Regions from separate parts of the Acanthopagrus latus genome. Here region 1 is linked to region 2. The links are chromatin contacts, called in public Hi-C maps. All regions are on one chromosome and are shown on one strand. The core of a region is the stretch at or near the end of the contact, and the rest is flanking DNA. Distances in the headings are between cores, read along the strand shown.

The links. Hi-C and Micro-C count contacts between places; a contact is called where the count stands out from the background.
Region 1: a contact with region 2 is called in a Hi-C map of muscle, with 5 times the contacts expected there. The contact joins the promoter of tgfb2 here to the promoter of preb in region 2. A contact is called at or near these places in 3 of 4 Hi-C or Micro-C datasets (all in muscle).

What each region holds. Positions count from the first base shown.
Region 1 is chr17:2,463,304-2,467,556 of fAcaLat1.1, forward strand. tgfb2 (transforming growth factor beta-2 proprotein) reads right to left here and starts at 2,936. Exons shown (of 7, transcript XM_037075739.1): 1 at 1,505-2,936. The coding sequence starts at 1,850.
Region 2 is chr17:2,293,887-2,297,807 of fAcaLat1.1, forward strand. It overlaps preb (prolactin regulatory element-binding protein), which reads left to right and starts at 1,739. Exons shown (of 10, transcript XM_037075502.1): 1 at 1,739-1,934; 2 at 2,311-2,502. The coding sequence starts at 2,368.

The DNA of each region.
Region 1 (4,253 bases), core at 1,686-4,185, 170 kb after region 2:
TCAAAACGAACAGGAAGCAACATGTCACCAAAGAAATCGCTTACTGCTGCCAACTGTAGCGGCTCTTAGCTAGTTAGCTCAGTTAGCTGTGCAGTAAGAAGTTTGGACCTGGAGAGCGTTACCCCTAAATCCCACCAGATCCCTCCATCTCTGCTGTGCCACAGCAGTGAGGCTGATAGGTTTCAGTCTAGTCTATGTGTGAACCTCTGCTGGCTCCACAGTGCTGCGTAACTTATCCACTACAGCTCCGTCATTCAGCAGAAACAGAAGCCTTGTGTATCTGCTGCAAAAGGTTCCGGACCGCCGGAGCTGCACGGTGCAGCAATTCAGATGAATTCAGGAAGTCACGCACAAAATCAACAGCATAACATCCGGTTAATTTTCAGAATAAAACACTCCATGTTGACGCCAGCACAAAAACCTAAAAAAGACAAAGACAAATACAAAGCTCTTCTTCTAATAATTAAGTTGGAGACACTTGTTGTTGTTGTGTTTATAACACATCCCCATAACTGTGGTCGCACACGATTCTGTAATTTATTTTATTTTTTTTGCTGCACGCAAAACGGTGCCGTCGGGTTGCCGTGCGGAGCAAAACCGTACCAGAGCCGCTCTGCAGCGCACGTGCATCCAGTGGAATCCCAGGGTGAGTATTTACAACACTAGCACAGGAGCTTTGTACTGGGTCAGCCCAGGGATAGCATGCTGACTTCAACAGGCGTCTCCGCAGTACAGTTCACAGACATAGCGTCAAAACGCCTATTTATTCACATGATGTCGACCACATTTTAACATCTCTTCGAACATTTCAACTAAAATTTGAACATGTTGCCCTTTTAATAAAACACACAGTTAAACTGAACTATCTCCACACATTTTATCTTCTTTTCTGATTTAATCATTTTAATTTATTCATCACTTATTTTTAAGACTTGTTGCTTCTGCGTCTGTTTTTCCCTGTTTGTCTCTTTTTGTGCGTTCATTTAAAAAAAAAAAAAAAGTCTCTGTGAGCACACAGACACGTCCAGAGGGCAGAGACCTCACAGTGCTGACCTGGCATGTTCATGACATATGGAAGTGTTTAAAATGACTGTGATCCTTTGAAATCCTCTCCTCTTTTTCAACGTGACGGTAGAACACAGTGGTGCGTGATGTGAGCGGAGCGCAGCGCTGCCGGAGGGCCCGGCGCTCTGCAGCACTCACAGGACAACTTGTTGATGTCTTGAGAGAGCAGCTCGGCTCCAGCTCCTCTACTCTATCTGGCTCCTCTCCACCGCACTCATCCAGCAGAGCATGATGGGACGGATTCTCCAAGACGATCACAAAAAAAACAAAACAACAACAACACGTGACCACATACAAACGCCGTTTTGGGGGCTCTCGGGCTTTAAACTTCAAACTCCAGCACAACTGCTGCGGGCACATAGGACTGGCGCGCGCGCGCGCGCGCACACACACACACACACACACACACACACACACACACACACACACACACACTTACTCTCTGACGGGTAGAAGGGCTGCATATCGATCTTGTGCACCTCTTTGGCGTAATACTCCTCCTCGCTCCGCTGCCGCTCGCACGTCGCCGCCCGCTCGTTTGCCTTCTCCTGCAGCAGGTCCCGGGTGCTGTTGTAAATGGCAACAATGTCCCGGGACACGTCCTCGGGCTCGGGGAAGTCCTCCGGGGGGCTGGTGAGCTTCAGTTTACTCAGGATCTGTCCTCGGATGGCCTCTATGCGCTTCTTCATGAACTGATCCATGTCCAGCGTGCTGCATGTGGACAAACTGAGCGCCACGGTGGCTAAATCCAACGTGAGGAGTAGACTGACGATACACAGGTTCATCTTCTGCTCCAGCGTCTACAAATCTCAAATAATAATAATAATAATAATAATAATAATAATAATAATAATAATAATAATAATAATAATATAGATTCAGGAAAAAAAGGCGGTTTAAATATCGCCAGGCAGACGCATTTCTTGGACAAGAATCAAAGTCGAGAGTATTTACGCATACGAGCCAGGTGGCCCCGAACAGTTATTTCAAGATCGTACGGTTCAACTTCCCCGCTGTCAGTAAAGTGTTCCTGAAAATCCATTCAACTGTCGTGAAACAAAAGAGAGCCGTTATTCGATGGGAAGGGATCGCGCGGATCTACTGCCGGCTGACAGTGAGCGCACAGAGAGTGCGTAAAGGTGCGGCTGAGTGTTGCCAGAGGTGGCCCTTCGGAGATCAGACGCATCTGAAATACATGGCTGAGTTTTTAAAAAAAAAAAAAAAAAAAAAGGGTTCTAAGGAGCGGAGGGGCTGCAGTCAGCGGGACGATCAGCCGTGTAGCCTGCGGGACTGAGCACACCTCCACCGCATCAGAGCGCTCGGCTCGCTGCTCTCCAGCCGCACCTCAGACCGGCCCCAAAGTTTCTAGGAGTCAAACTTCAGCGCGTCGATATTCATTGCTTTCTTATCCTCCAGACAGATTAAAAAAAAAAAAACTTATTTGAAAAAAAATAAATAAATAACAAAAATCAAACCCGGTACTGGCGTCCAAGGTGCGGATACGTTTGCGAAGTTGAGTCTGACGCCTTCAAGCGAAATCAGAAATCTGTCCAAAGTCGTGATTTCTCGATGAGACGTCTTCCTTCAAAGTAGCCCGGTAGGACAATAAAGAGCGGAGTTGGCCTTCGGTGCGACTGCAGGTCACTTTCACACGTCTTCCCTCACCCCATCTAGTTGGGGGAATGGCTCGTCTTTTACGCGTGCCAAGCTGACAGCAGCGGCCGCGAGATTTAGAAGGGACTAAAGTTACAGCGCGCTCCCCCCTCCGCCGCGTCAAACCGAGGTTGTGGTCATCAGTGTCGGAGAAGGGGACCCCTTCAATTTGAAGTTACTTGACGATTTATTGTGAATAGGAGTGCTCACTGTGCCCATTGGGACAGCGATGCAACGGCTAATGGCCCATTGGCTCATAATGCGTCGTGACGCAGGGTCCTAAAGCCTGTCAGAGTCAGGCAGCAGAAATCTTTTCTCTCTACACTTGAAACTGTTTCAGCTTCTCCTCATATGAACAGTTCATGTTTAACTCTTCCTGGTATTTTGTTATCTACTCTTGACTTGAATTAGTAAACTTTCCCATTCAAGCGTCCTGCCACCTGAGGGAATGTAGAGAAAAAGATGGGAGGCACTGTGAGAACCATGTCTGATTATAACAAGAGATGTCGTTTTCCTGGAGATGAGAATGTGACAGACGGGGTGGAACCAGCAACAGTGTTAAGTAGAATACATGTAATCAAACAATAAGAAAATGGATTTATGAAAACGTTTTTCATGATTCTCGATCAAAAATCAAACCTTACATGAAATGAACACATGAGTTTTTCAAGTCATCATGTCTCAAGTCAAGTCAAATTGCAAGTTGTAAGAACAGTGACTGGAGTCCACCTCACTGGTTGGATTATGATGGGTGGGGGCTGAGGGTGCTGCTGAGGGTGTCTCAGCCATTCATCTGTCAGCTGATTGGACTGTGTCAGATGATACTGGACGAGGCCGACTGCACCATGTGCTGCTCCGAACTGAAGCTCCCCTTTGTGCGCTCCCATACACTGTGAGCCTGCTGTGTGGCAGCTTGATTTACGTTCATACCCCTCAGAAAATTCCACTTTGTTTCATTATTTGCCAAGGCCCAGTGCTGGCCCTCCGAACCCGGCCATCCATCAGGCCCGACAGCCGTTCTCTAACTCTCCGCATCCAGAGGCTGCTGTGAAGCAGATGGTGTCATTAAATCAGCACCCACACTGACAGGCGGGGTGAGGTGTGTGTGTGTTTGAGGCCCAGTGTCCAGTCCAACACCTGCTCAACACAAGGAAAACTGCTGGAGCTGCAGACAGGAGGAACACAAAGGACTGGCATCTTATGTTGTCAGCAGAGTCAGCAAATACACTTAGATATGGCACTGCGCTATTTGTACTTTTTTTTTAAACTCAGGTACATCTATTACCAGAAAATTACTTTTCATACTTGAGTACGTTTGTGTCAGATATGAGATGTTGAGAATGCTCCCGGTTGCAGTGAAGACGTGAGGATGCTCCCTCAGCTCCCAGAATAAACTGCTGAAGTTACCGACCTCACTCCCTCCGCCAAGCCCATGTAACGGCCAAGAGCTTTTTGTGAAGCAACACACATCAGGGACAGGTCTACAGCCATCTGTAATCCATAAGAGAAGATAAATGAGCAAGGAAAAGCAAACC
Region 2 (3,921 bases), core at 489-2,988:
AACACACAGGAGGCAGGATTGGGGAATAAAATGCAAACAAAAAACTTGATATACGAAAAAACAAGGAACCCAGAAAAAAGAAGAAGTAGCAACAAGAGGGCTTGAACAAAGTGCAAACAAAATCAAAGTACAAATGAATGAAAACACAAGCAACAAAAAAACAGAAACACCACAGGGAGACATTGAGGCGGGAAACACAGGGTGGCATCACAGGGGATCATGGAACAATCAAACGAAGACATGAGTGAAAAACAAGGACTTTATACACACACACTAATGAGGGAATGAGGTGCAGGTGGAGTGAAGCGGGAAAAGGACAGGTGAGGGAAAGGAATGGAAAAACACAGGAAGGAGGGAAAATATTAGAGAAGGACACAGTGGTACAGTTTCAAAATAAAATACAAACAACTAGAACTGGGATCATGACAATAGTAAGTGTAACCCTGCATTGGCCAGATGTTGTGTGGCTGGTGGTTTAGTAACTATTATGTGTATGTTTTATAGCATTCTCACTACATTGTGAAATTTTATTCAGCACTTGTTAGAAGTAGCACCACCTCCATGATTAAGTCATCAATTGACTAATTATTCAAGATGAAAAATTAATCACAACAAATCAATCAGTCTCATAACTGAAAGCTGCAAATTCTGATTAAATTGATTTCCATTTCTGTCATAAATGAAAACACGGAACAAACCTCTCAATTGAACATATTTCATTAACTACTAAGGGACATGAATGACGATTAACGACCACTAAACCTATATACAGATATGCAAATAGAATGGATGAAAAATAAGGCATGGATGAATGGTACATTTATTTATTGCTGACCGAATTAATTCATGAGCGTCATCAAAAACAAGTTAAAGAAAAGACAAGACAATTAAGGGAATGATTAACTAAGATCATCACAGGCAAAAATCTTGATGATGAGCAAAAGCCATGACGATGAGAGCCGACGACGAGAAAACAAGAAACACAGAGGCAAAGCCCAAGTCAGCATATGTTTTATAGTCCAAGCAGCGTGTTTTTAAATCTTTTACTGATGTCTTATTCATTTCTTTGTGTGGTTAAAGAAGTGACCTCTCACTTTAAGTGAGGTTATATGATTTTGATTGAATGTTCCAATTATATGACTTGCAAAAAGGAAACTCACTTGTTCTGTCATCAATATATGTGACATGTCACGAGAACCAGTGGAGCGTTAAGATGAGAATTCTCTCATTTGTAGCTTATAATATATATCATTGTTTAGAAGTTATAACCAAAACTCATTAGATGGCCGCATGATATCCTTTGAATTAACAGACTATGAAGCAGTCATAATATCACAATGATTGCATGTCCTGAAACACAAGATATACATTTATACATTTTAATGGACAGTTCTGTCCAATTCAGACATTTAAAGTGGATGGAGGGAGAGAGGACCAACTTATTGAGTCTATTTCTGACTCCTGAAAGGTGTATGGCATGAAAATGAGGATGCAAAGTCTGTGGTTGGTGGAAAAGGGCATCTCTTCTCAATTCTGTTCTTTGTCTTGCTTGACAACCTTCCTCCTTAAGATAAGAACGAAGAAAAAGAGCCTATAGATTAAAGCATACTAATGCTCATGATAGGTCTCTTCTAGAAAATAGGAGTTCAGATCATGTTTTTACTGTAATCTGTCTCCTGTGTCTTCCACACAGCGAAACTTCGGCAAACGAAACACAACAAAAGCGTGCTCTCTTTTGGTGACGTCACGACGCAGCGTAGGCTGCTGACGTGTAGGTAGGGAAGTGGCTGTCGAGCTGTCTTTAGCCGCTAGCTCTTAGCTCAGGCTTTTCATCATAAACCGCTGCCATTGATTGCCCACAATGGAATCATTTAGATTAAAACTTGGCTGTCTGATAAAATAATAACGGGAGACAGAACGGGGCATTTGGACAGGTATGGGGACCAATTTACTCACTGGCAGGCTAGTGGGCTGCAGTGCTAACATTAGCAGTCCTGACTGCTGCAGCTAAACTGTGTTGACATCGTTGTTGACTATGGACTCTGCACTTTGTGGTCGCAATATAACATTGGTGTTTTTTAAGTTACTTTTAAGTCAAAGCAGAAATGTTTAGTGATGTACAGTTGTCACAGTCGTTTTATCTCATGCTGGTGGTGACAGGTTGGTGCTTACTCTGTCAGCTGCTAACTGTTAGCGTTGGACCTAACGTTACAGTGTTAGCCCAGGTTCACTTTATGCTGCACCAAAGAAATGCTTTTTGGGGTGGACAGTGAATGCCACTGAGAAACTGACACTCTCTATCATCCACAGGTGTGGTTGGATGCAGTGGTTTTAAGAAGACGTGTGAGTGAAAATACAGCACCAACAATGGGGAAGAGGAGGGTGCCAGACCTGTACAGAGCCCCCTTCCCCTTGTACTCCATTAAAGTGGACCCTAAAACAGGGCTGGTGATCACAGCAGGAGGAGGAGGGGCTTCCAAAACAGGCATAAAGAATGCTGTGGTAAGTACTCAGGATCAAGAGAACACACTGTATTTGTGTGTGTGCATTCAGTTTTATTATGTGTACTATTATTGTTTACCACAGGTTGAGGTTCCTGTTGTCATGTGCCTGTTGGCATTCCTAGTTGGAGCATTTAATTTCCCTTGCTTTTGAAAAAAAAGAACAAAAGCATTTCTAACATTTCTGTCTATGGGCAAGCTTTTAGTGGCATGTATTGAGATTCTGAAGCATGCAAGAAGGTCTGAGTACTGTTGTTTTTTACTCAAGTCCTGTGCTTGAGTACAATTATCAGGTACTTTACTTGAATATTTTCATTTCCTGCTACTTTATACTTCCTCTCCACCACATTTAGTTGTAACATTAAGTTTCTAGTTACTGTGCAGATCCAGATTAATTAGTGTTTACAGGCTAATAATTCTGATGTGTCAACAATCAGATAGTGTGTGGGACATGGTGTGAGATGATGCTGCATCATCCTGAGCGTGACATAAAAAATAATTAGTGCAAACAAAGGCTATATATATCTGCAAGGCAGTGGCTTGTCTGGTTACCTTCCTTTCTTCATCTGCTAGGAGTCAAGTCCTTGTACATCATGCATCAATGCAACACCAGGCTGGAGTGCATGACTAGCCTGTCACAGCAGTCACAGTGCGAAAAATGAACTGCGGAAAACAGTCAAAAGTGTGGATTCACTATGTACAGCAAAAAGGCAACAAGTCAGGTAGTGTGTCAAATCAGAAGAAACATTCAAGGCAGCATGGCATCGACGTGAATAAGTGTACTGATTCTGATCTCTAGCCGTCTCAGAGCCCGACTGTCTCGGCACATCGCAAGTACCCGCAGTAGTAGTCACTTTGGCATTAAAAGGGAGTGGCAAACCTGAAGAGTGTCACAGAGCGGTTAGGTGTTGTGAACTGCCACTGAATAAACTTTAGTTCCAGCATTTTGAGTGCAAGTTTCCTTTTGTAATGTTGCCTGTCTACCACAGGGCGTCACTATTGCTGCCCCAGTGTGACAAAGTACAGTAAGTGCATGTCAGTAAAGGTTCAGTGGTACTAGGGATGTGCATAGTATGTATCCCTGCGCATTAGCGCAACTGGGCACTGACCCCACTGACCCCACTGACCCCACTTCAAAAAACACAAACTATCCCTTTAAAGATATGTGGAAATTTTTGGCTTCATATTTAAACAAAATTGATTAATTGATTATTATTGATTAATTATTAAACATTTTCTGACCAGTGTTCTATTAGATGTAAAACAGACTCTGCAGCAAATCAGGACCCAAAAGGTTTAAGCAGAATTTGGTGCATTTCTGAAACTGGTATTGATTTCGGAACAACCTTAACTTCATGACATTGAAAATCCTGGTTTTAGACTCAATTTACCTTTCTAATGCATTAATCTGGTTATGTAG